Regions from separate parts of the Salmo salar genome. Here region 1 is linked to region 2. A link is a contact called in public Hi-C data. All regions are on one chromosome and are shown on one strand. Each heading gives the region's core, a stretch centred on a gene start, on an enhancer-like site or on the middle of the called end of the contact. The rest is flanking DNA. Distances are from core to core; before and after follow the strand shown. Region 1 overlaps mtss1 (MTSS I-BAR domain containing 1). Region 2 overlaps osgn1 (oxidative stress induced growth inhibitor 1).

The links. Hi-C and Micro-C count contacts between places; a contact is called where the count stands out from the background.
Region 1: a contact with region 2 is called in a Hi-C map of muscle, with 7 times the contacts expected there. The contact joins two enhancer-like sites. A contact is called at or near these places in 2 of 3 Hi-C or Micro-C datasets (gill and muscle).

The regions. Positions count from the first base shown.
Region 1 is chrssa12:42,047,687-42,051,042 of Ssal_v3.1, forward strand. It overlaps mtss1 (MTSS I-BAR domain containing 1), which reads left to right. Exons shown (of 14, transcript XM_014131670.2): 8 at 570-677; 9 at 917-1,014. Among protein-coding and RNA genes, the nearest start is that of mtss1, 96 kb to the left of the region's middle. Within about 2 kb of position 1,360, at least 1 of the 13 cell types and tissues checked has an H3K27ac peak or open chromatin away from gene starts, as enhancers often do. A contact at or near this core is called in muscle, where this site is marked.
Region 2 is chrssa12:41,921,557-41,924,665 of Ssal_v3.1, forward strand. It overlaps osgn1 (oxidative stress induced growth inhibitor 1), which reads left to right. Exons shown (of 6, transcript XM_014131667.2): 6 at 1-2,397. Among protein-coding and RNA genes, the nearest start is that of osgn1, 19 kb to the left of the region's middle. Within about 2 kb of position 1,580, at least 1 of the 13 cell types and tissues checked has an H3K27ac peak or open chromatin away from gene starts, as enhancers often do. A contact at or near this core is called in muscle, where this site is marked.

The sequences.
Region 1 (3,356 bases), core at 110-2,609, 130 kb after region 2:
TAAAAACTCCAGACTACGGTTTGCAGTACGGTGGCCATCATAAAGCCCCCTTAATCCTATAGAAAATGTGTGGGCAGAACTGAATAAGCATCTGTGAGCAAGGAGGACTACAAACCTGACTGAATTACACCAGCTCTGTCAGGAGGAATGGACCAAAATTCACCCAACTTATTGTGGGAAGCTTGTGGAAGGCTACCTGAAACGTTTGACCCAAGTTAAACATTTTAAAGGCAATGCTACCAAATACTAATTGAGTTGTGAAAAGCTGAGTTTAAATGTATTTGGCTAAGGTGTATGTAAACTTCCGACTTCAACTGTAAATGCCCATGATTTTGGAATGAGATGTTCGACGATTAGGTGTCCACATACTCTTGGTCATGAATTGTATTTCCATCCCCTAAGGGTTGAGGAAATTGGGTAACTGACGTGGAATATATGGTTAGGGGTGATTTCTACTTGTTGGTTGTGTGTCTGAACTGATTTGGGATCTGTGGATAGGGGTGACTGGTTTTTGGTGATTGGTTGTGTGTCTGTGATCTGATCTGGGTTCTGTGGTTGTTTGTGTGCAGGATCATGAGATTAGCATGCTCGGAGAGGTGACCCACCTGCAGACCATCCTGGAAGACCTGAGCACCCTGACGGCCGAGCCCAGCAAACTACCCCCGGCCAGTGAACAGGTTCGATGGATGATTCTTACACAGCCAAACACTTGACACAGACATCTACATGTTCACCAAAAAAGACATGGACACACACACACACACACACACTTGTTCGTGCCACACACACACACTGACATCAATATACCTTTACAAATGCACTTAACCACGTACTCGCACACTGTGTTAGAAACTCCCACTTATCCATATTCTCGTTCTCCCACATTGAAACTCTTTTTCTCCCTACTTCTGAACAGGTGATCCTGGATCTGAAGGGATCAGACTACAGCTACAGTTACCAGACGCCCCCTGCCTCCCCCAGCAACACACTGTCCCGCAAGAGCAGCATCAGCGGGTAGCTAAACCCAAACACATGCATGCATAAACATGCGCACACACACACACACACTCTACACTAAGTACTCAGGTAGACATATTGGCATACACACGCACACTGCTTCACACCAAATGTGCTGACTTTGACATTGCATGGGGGCCATCTTGACATTTTAGAGAGCTCACCAAAGAGGCAAAGAGGGAGGAGGGGTTGAAGGGTGAAGTGTGCAGGTAGGAAAACTGTATCAAATGGATAGTAGTAGCAGCAGCTAAGTGAAGTTCAGTGTGTCTGTGCTATCGCACAGACTGGAGCCAGCTAAGGAAGTGTGCTCCTGTAACAGGGTTCAATGGGGTGCCATTTGGGATGCAGCCTTGAGGGATGGAGGGAGGGGTGATGAAGAGAGCAGATGACTGAGTAAAGTTCAGTGTTGACAAGTGAAGTTGAGCCAAGGGAACTGAAGAAAAACATTCATGGTGTCCTGTCTCTTTACCATCCTGGCACACACACACACACACACAGAGAGCATGTACAGGCATGCACAGAACACATGCAATCTCGCAAAGACACGCACGTACACATACACACACGTTTCTGGCTGCATGTGTGAGGGGAATGTGTGTGACGGGAATAAGCGTCAGTATCCCATTGCCTATGTGTGTTTGGTGTGTGTGTGTGTTGAGTCTACTGGTCGTCCAGGCCACAGCCAAAACACACGCCGCCCCAGGTGGTGATTGGGGTAGAGGGATGACGTCCTCCATCATACACACATGCTAGAAGGATTAGCAGACCAGTGGGTAAATGACTAGGCCTAGATCTCAATTCTTCATAAGGTGCGCTCAAATTAAATGAGCCAAGGCAGATCAAATCCCCCAAGTGCACCATAGCCGAACCCCCCTCTAAAGCGCAAAACTGTCTATCAGTATATTTGAATGTGTTGATATGTATTCTATTGTAATTGATGTAGCTTATGACATTCATTATGTTATTTGCTTGGCCGAAAGTGACAAGACTTCTATAATGTACAGTAAACATCAAACGACGGTTTAAACATTTGCCACAGAGCAACAGTAGCGAGCAAGCCGTATGGTATAGTCATTTAGAACGGTCATTTGCAGTACAGTGTGTTCTCTGGACCAAGCTCAATTTCCACTTAAGCACCTACTACTGCGGTCAAAACCTGTGGTGTGTTGATGTAGCAGAGCATTTATGCATTCAAACCATGAGAGGACAGGCTTTCTATTTTAACGATTAGCATGGACACCAACATCCATGAGTGCATTCACACATTTAGTGTCCCAAGTGGCACCCTATTACCTACATAGTGCACTACTTTTGACCAATGGACAAAATTAGTACACTATATAGGGCTGGTCTCTCCAAACCTGTTCATGGAAAGCTACTGTCCTGTCAGATTTCGATCCAACCTCAAATCTAACTAACCTGATTCAGCTAATCAACCAGCTAATTATTAGAATCGGGTGTGCTAGATAAGGGATGGAACCTAAACCTTACTATAGTACTTGTTCAAGATAGTTGTAGTGGATTGGTGCACACCCCCAGTTGAGTTGGCTAAGTGACTTAAGTCTGCTGTGATTTTCTTTGTGGATTTTTTTGTTCTAGGCTATGTTATGTCTGACCGTGAATAGGGCAGGACATAGTGCACCAAAACAGATTCAAATGATCAGAAGTTTACCTCTCACTCACTGTCGTTTGGCTCTGGCTCAGTTTCAGAAGAAATGGCGGCAGTTTTTCATGCCTGGTTGTCTCTCCCTCTCTTTTTTTATTTTTTATTTTGCTCTTTTGTTTCCTGCTCTTTTTCATTCATTGTGCTCTCTCCCTCACCCACACTTTTTCCTCCTCGCTCTCTCTCTGTCGGTCTCTCTCGCTCTCGCTCTCTCTCTGTCGCTCTCGCTCTCTGTCGCTCTCGCTCTGTCGCTCTCGCTCTCTGTCGCTCTCGCTCTCTGTCGCTCTCGCTCTCTGTCGCTCTCGCTCTCTGTCGCTCTCGCTCTCTCTCGCTCTCTCTCTCTGTCGCTCTCTCTCTCTCTTGTCGCTCTCGCTCTCTGTCGCTCTCGCTCTCTCTCTGTCGCTCTCGCTCTCTCTCTGTCGCTCTCGCTCTCTCTCTGTCGCTCTCGCTCTCTCTCTGTCGCTCTCGCTCTCTCTCTGTCGCCTCGCTCTCTCTGTCGCTCTCGCTCTGTCGCTCTCGCTCTCGCTCTGTCGCTCTCGCTCTCTCTCTGTCGCTCTCGCGCTCTCTCTGTCGCTCTCGCGCTCTCTCTGTCGCGCTCTCTCTGTCGCTCTCTCTCTGTCGCTCTCTCTCTGTCGCTCTCTCTCTGTCGCTCTCTCTCTGTCGCTCTCTCTCTGTC
Region 2 (3,109 bases), core at 330-2,829:
GACCACTAGATTTTATGGGTATTATGACACCTCCACTGGGCGCTATTTGGTTCCTCATCAAGTATGCTAGCCGTATACTACAAATGTAGTTTGAGTTAGCAAGGTAACTCTTGAGTTCAACTTGGGATAACCGGTACCACGAAAGTGGCTCACCTTTTAGCCAGGTAAATGTTCTATGGCCACGAATCCTTCAGAACTAACCTGCTCCGGGGCAGGTTAACTCGGGTCTAACTACATTTACCCTGAATTAAGTGTCTTAGCCACGAGTTGAGGACCAAGAAAATCAGATTCCCTCACTCTCGCCAAGATTGCGTTATCATCCACTTAATTTGAGGAAGATGACTGATTTTTAAATATTTATTCATCAATAGATATTTTAAAATTACTATTTTAACAAAAACAATCACATTACACATTAAGTAATGACAAATGCATTTGAAACTTGACGCACAGTAAAACCTTTTATAACTTAATTCAATTATTTTATTGATGGGAGTCTGGAATAAAGGTGCTAGTGCATTGATAACCACAGCAAAGTAATAAAATAAAGACGGCACTCCTAAAAGTCTATTTCACACAACAGCCTGCTGAATTTGCTTAACTTTTCGGCACAAATTAAAATGGCACTGACTTGCCCATGGATTGATGTTTCTGCATTGTCTCAATGAAGAGTTCACCGTTCAACTAGCCACGAGCGACATGCAGTTATAAGCTTGCTAGAGTTCGCGGCAGACGGAACAGCAATATCCACCGTCATAGTACGGATGAAGCCTGAGCTGAAATGGGAAAACCCTGTGTAGCTATAGGTTGCTTTGTTGTATACCCCTCTTGTTAATGTTTGAAAACTCAAACGCCAACGTAACTTCTCAGCTAAATCTTTGAGATTAACTCTTTTGTTGCATTGGTTTTCCATTGTAAATCAATTTTGAAAGTGTAGAAACACATTACATTTACCATGCCATGACGTTTGATGGATTCTCTGAAATGAGAATGGTATCTGTGTCTATATTAGCATCTTTCACAAACGAGAACTCAAGCTTGCCAAGCTGAGTTTTTTGTTGTTGTATCATTCCTGGTAGTTTTTCAATCTGTTAGACCTTAAATGTAGCTGTTTATTCTATTTTTTTTAAACCAGACGATAAGTTTAAGGGGGGGCTATTCCCTTGATTTATTTGCAGTAAAAACTTAAAAGTAATATGTTTGAATTAAGAATTACAGGGTCAGTTTATCACCATGATCAGGCTCAATTTGAGACTAGGATAATTAGGCAATCTATGTTTAAGGCCCATATGCATTCTCACCAATCTGGGGTGACTTTCCTGAAAGCTTTGTAGCCAATGTTGTATTTTATTTATCTTGACAACCCAGACACCACTCGTAATTCGTTCACATACAGATTGACTACTAAATGTTGCTACTTTCTCACTGATATGGGTCTGGGTGGTGGAGAAGGTGTACTGTCAGCTATTAAGCTTCAGGGAAACGCACCTATTTTTATCATCCAGAGAGAATTGTCATTTTGTGCTATCTGTTTTCTCTTGTACATGTTTGTCCAGATGGTGCCTTGGCCAATTGCATACTCTGAGCTTCTGTTACTGCCCCAGCAGCATTTGATCTCGAGCCAGTGCCTTAAGACACATTGCTATTACCAAACTGGAAATGTATAAACTTATCATACAACCACTAGGTGGCCACATCAAATATTATATTATTCCACAGGTGTACAAAAAGTGTATTGAAGGCCTATAATGTTCTTGTAAAGTTGTGGGGCCATGTATTAAGACATCCTTAAGAGACAATATTCATATGCCAACCAGAAACAGTTTAAACGTCTAATTGAATCTAGTTGAGAAACTAGAGTTACAAATGCATTCAAAGCAGCGCACTATTGACAGTCTCTTTCAAGGCAACATAGTTGGTTTCATATGGCTCCTTAGCACTTGCTACACAAGGCAGTAAGACCAATGACCCACTGGTCTTTTCCATGCCAGATGTTTGTTCTGTCTTACATTTTAAACCATTACACAATGTTAAGTACTTCTTAAAAATAAATGTAAAATACTTTTTTTTTCGTCATTCATTCATGGTCTCAGACAATCATTTTGAAATCCACAGAACCCTGACCGATCAATAGAAAAGAGACCAGATGCAATATTTTCAGAGAATCTAATATTGTTTTTGTCCACATTTCCTATAAATTGTTCTTCACCACTGTAACCAAATTCTGAGAGTTGTGGATCATTGGTAATGTTTATTTTTGGAAAATGTCCATTCAAAAAGTTTGATAGGTGGCTATCATGACTTCACTTGAGTGTTCTTTTCCATGTTGATATACATGCACTACAAATGCAGGATTTTCTATGGATCCTTTGTATTAAATATACTATTTTCAACAAACTGTTTTTTTCCTCGTTACTATGCCACTAGCACTGAATGAATGCATTATTTTTATTGGACAGATATTAAATACATAAAGTTGCCTCATTCATTGAGTACGACAATGCATACATATGTTGAGCACAAAGTCTGCCAACTTATTTCCATGGTTCCATGTCCTTGTTATCATGTGTGTAGCGAGAATGGACAGCTTGGGCAAGACTGGCTTTGTATTTTGCACTTCATATTACACTCAGTGTAAGAAATGGCTTTTCCCTCACTTTATCCACCAGATGGCAGGCTATTCTAACCATTCAGTAAGCACTAACCCTATCTGGGTTCATGGGAAGTCCATATCCTAACCATAACCTTTTTAAATGTCTACTTCAATGGGGGGGATGTCCCAAGGATTCCATTTATACTTTGCCATTCAGATAGCAACAGGTTTGCATACCATGTGGAATGCAGTCCTACTGATGATATTACTTATGCAATATAATGTAAACTGCTTAGAGGCTATTTTCCTTTTCATACCCCAGAAACCCGTGCACATGCATAGATACTGTGTGAGAGCAAAGTCTTGCATCTCGATCATCTCTATCTGCAGTGCTGCTTGTTGCAACTTAATTTCGCTGAGTCTACCTTTAAAAGATGCACTACAGGATCTTAAGCACAATGAATTGGATTCGTAACCTATCACACGAATTGCATCAGAAAATAATATATATATATA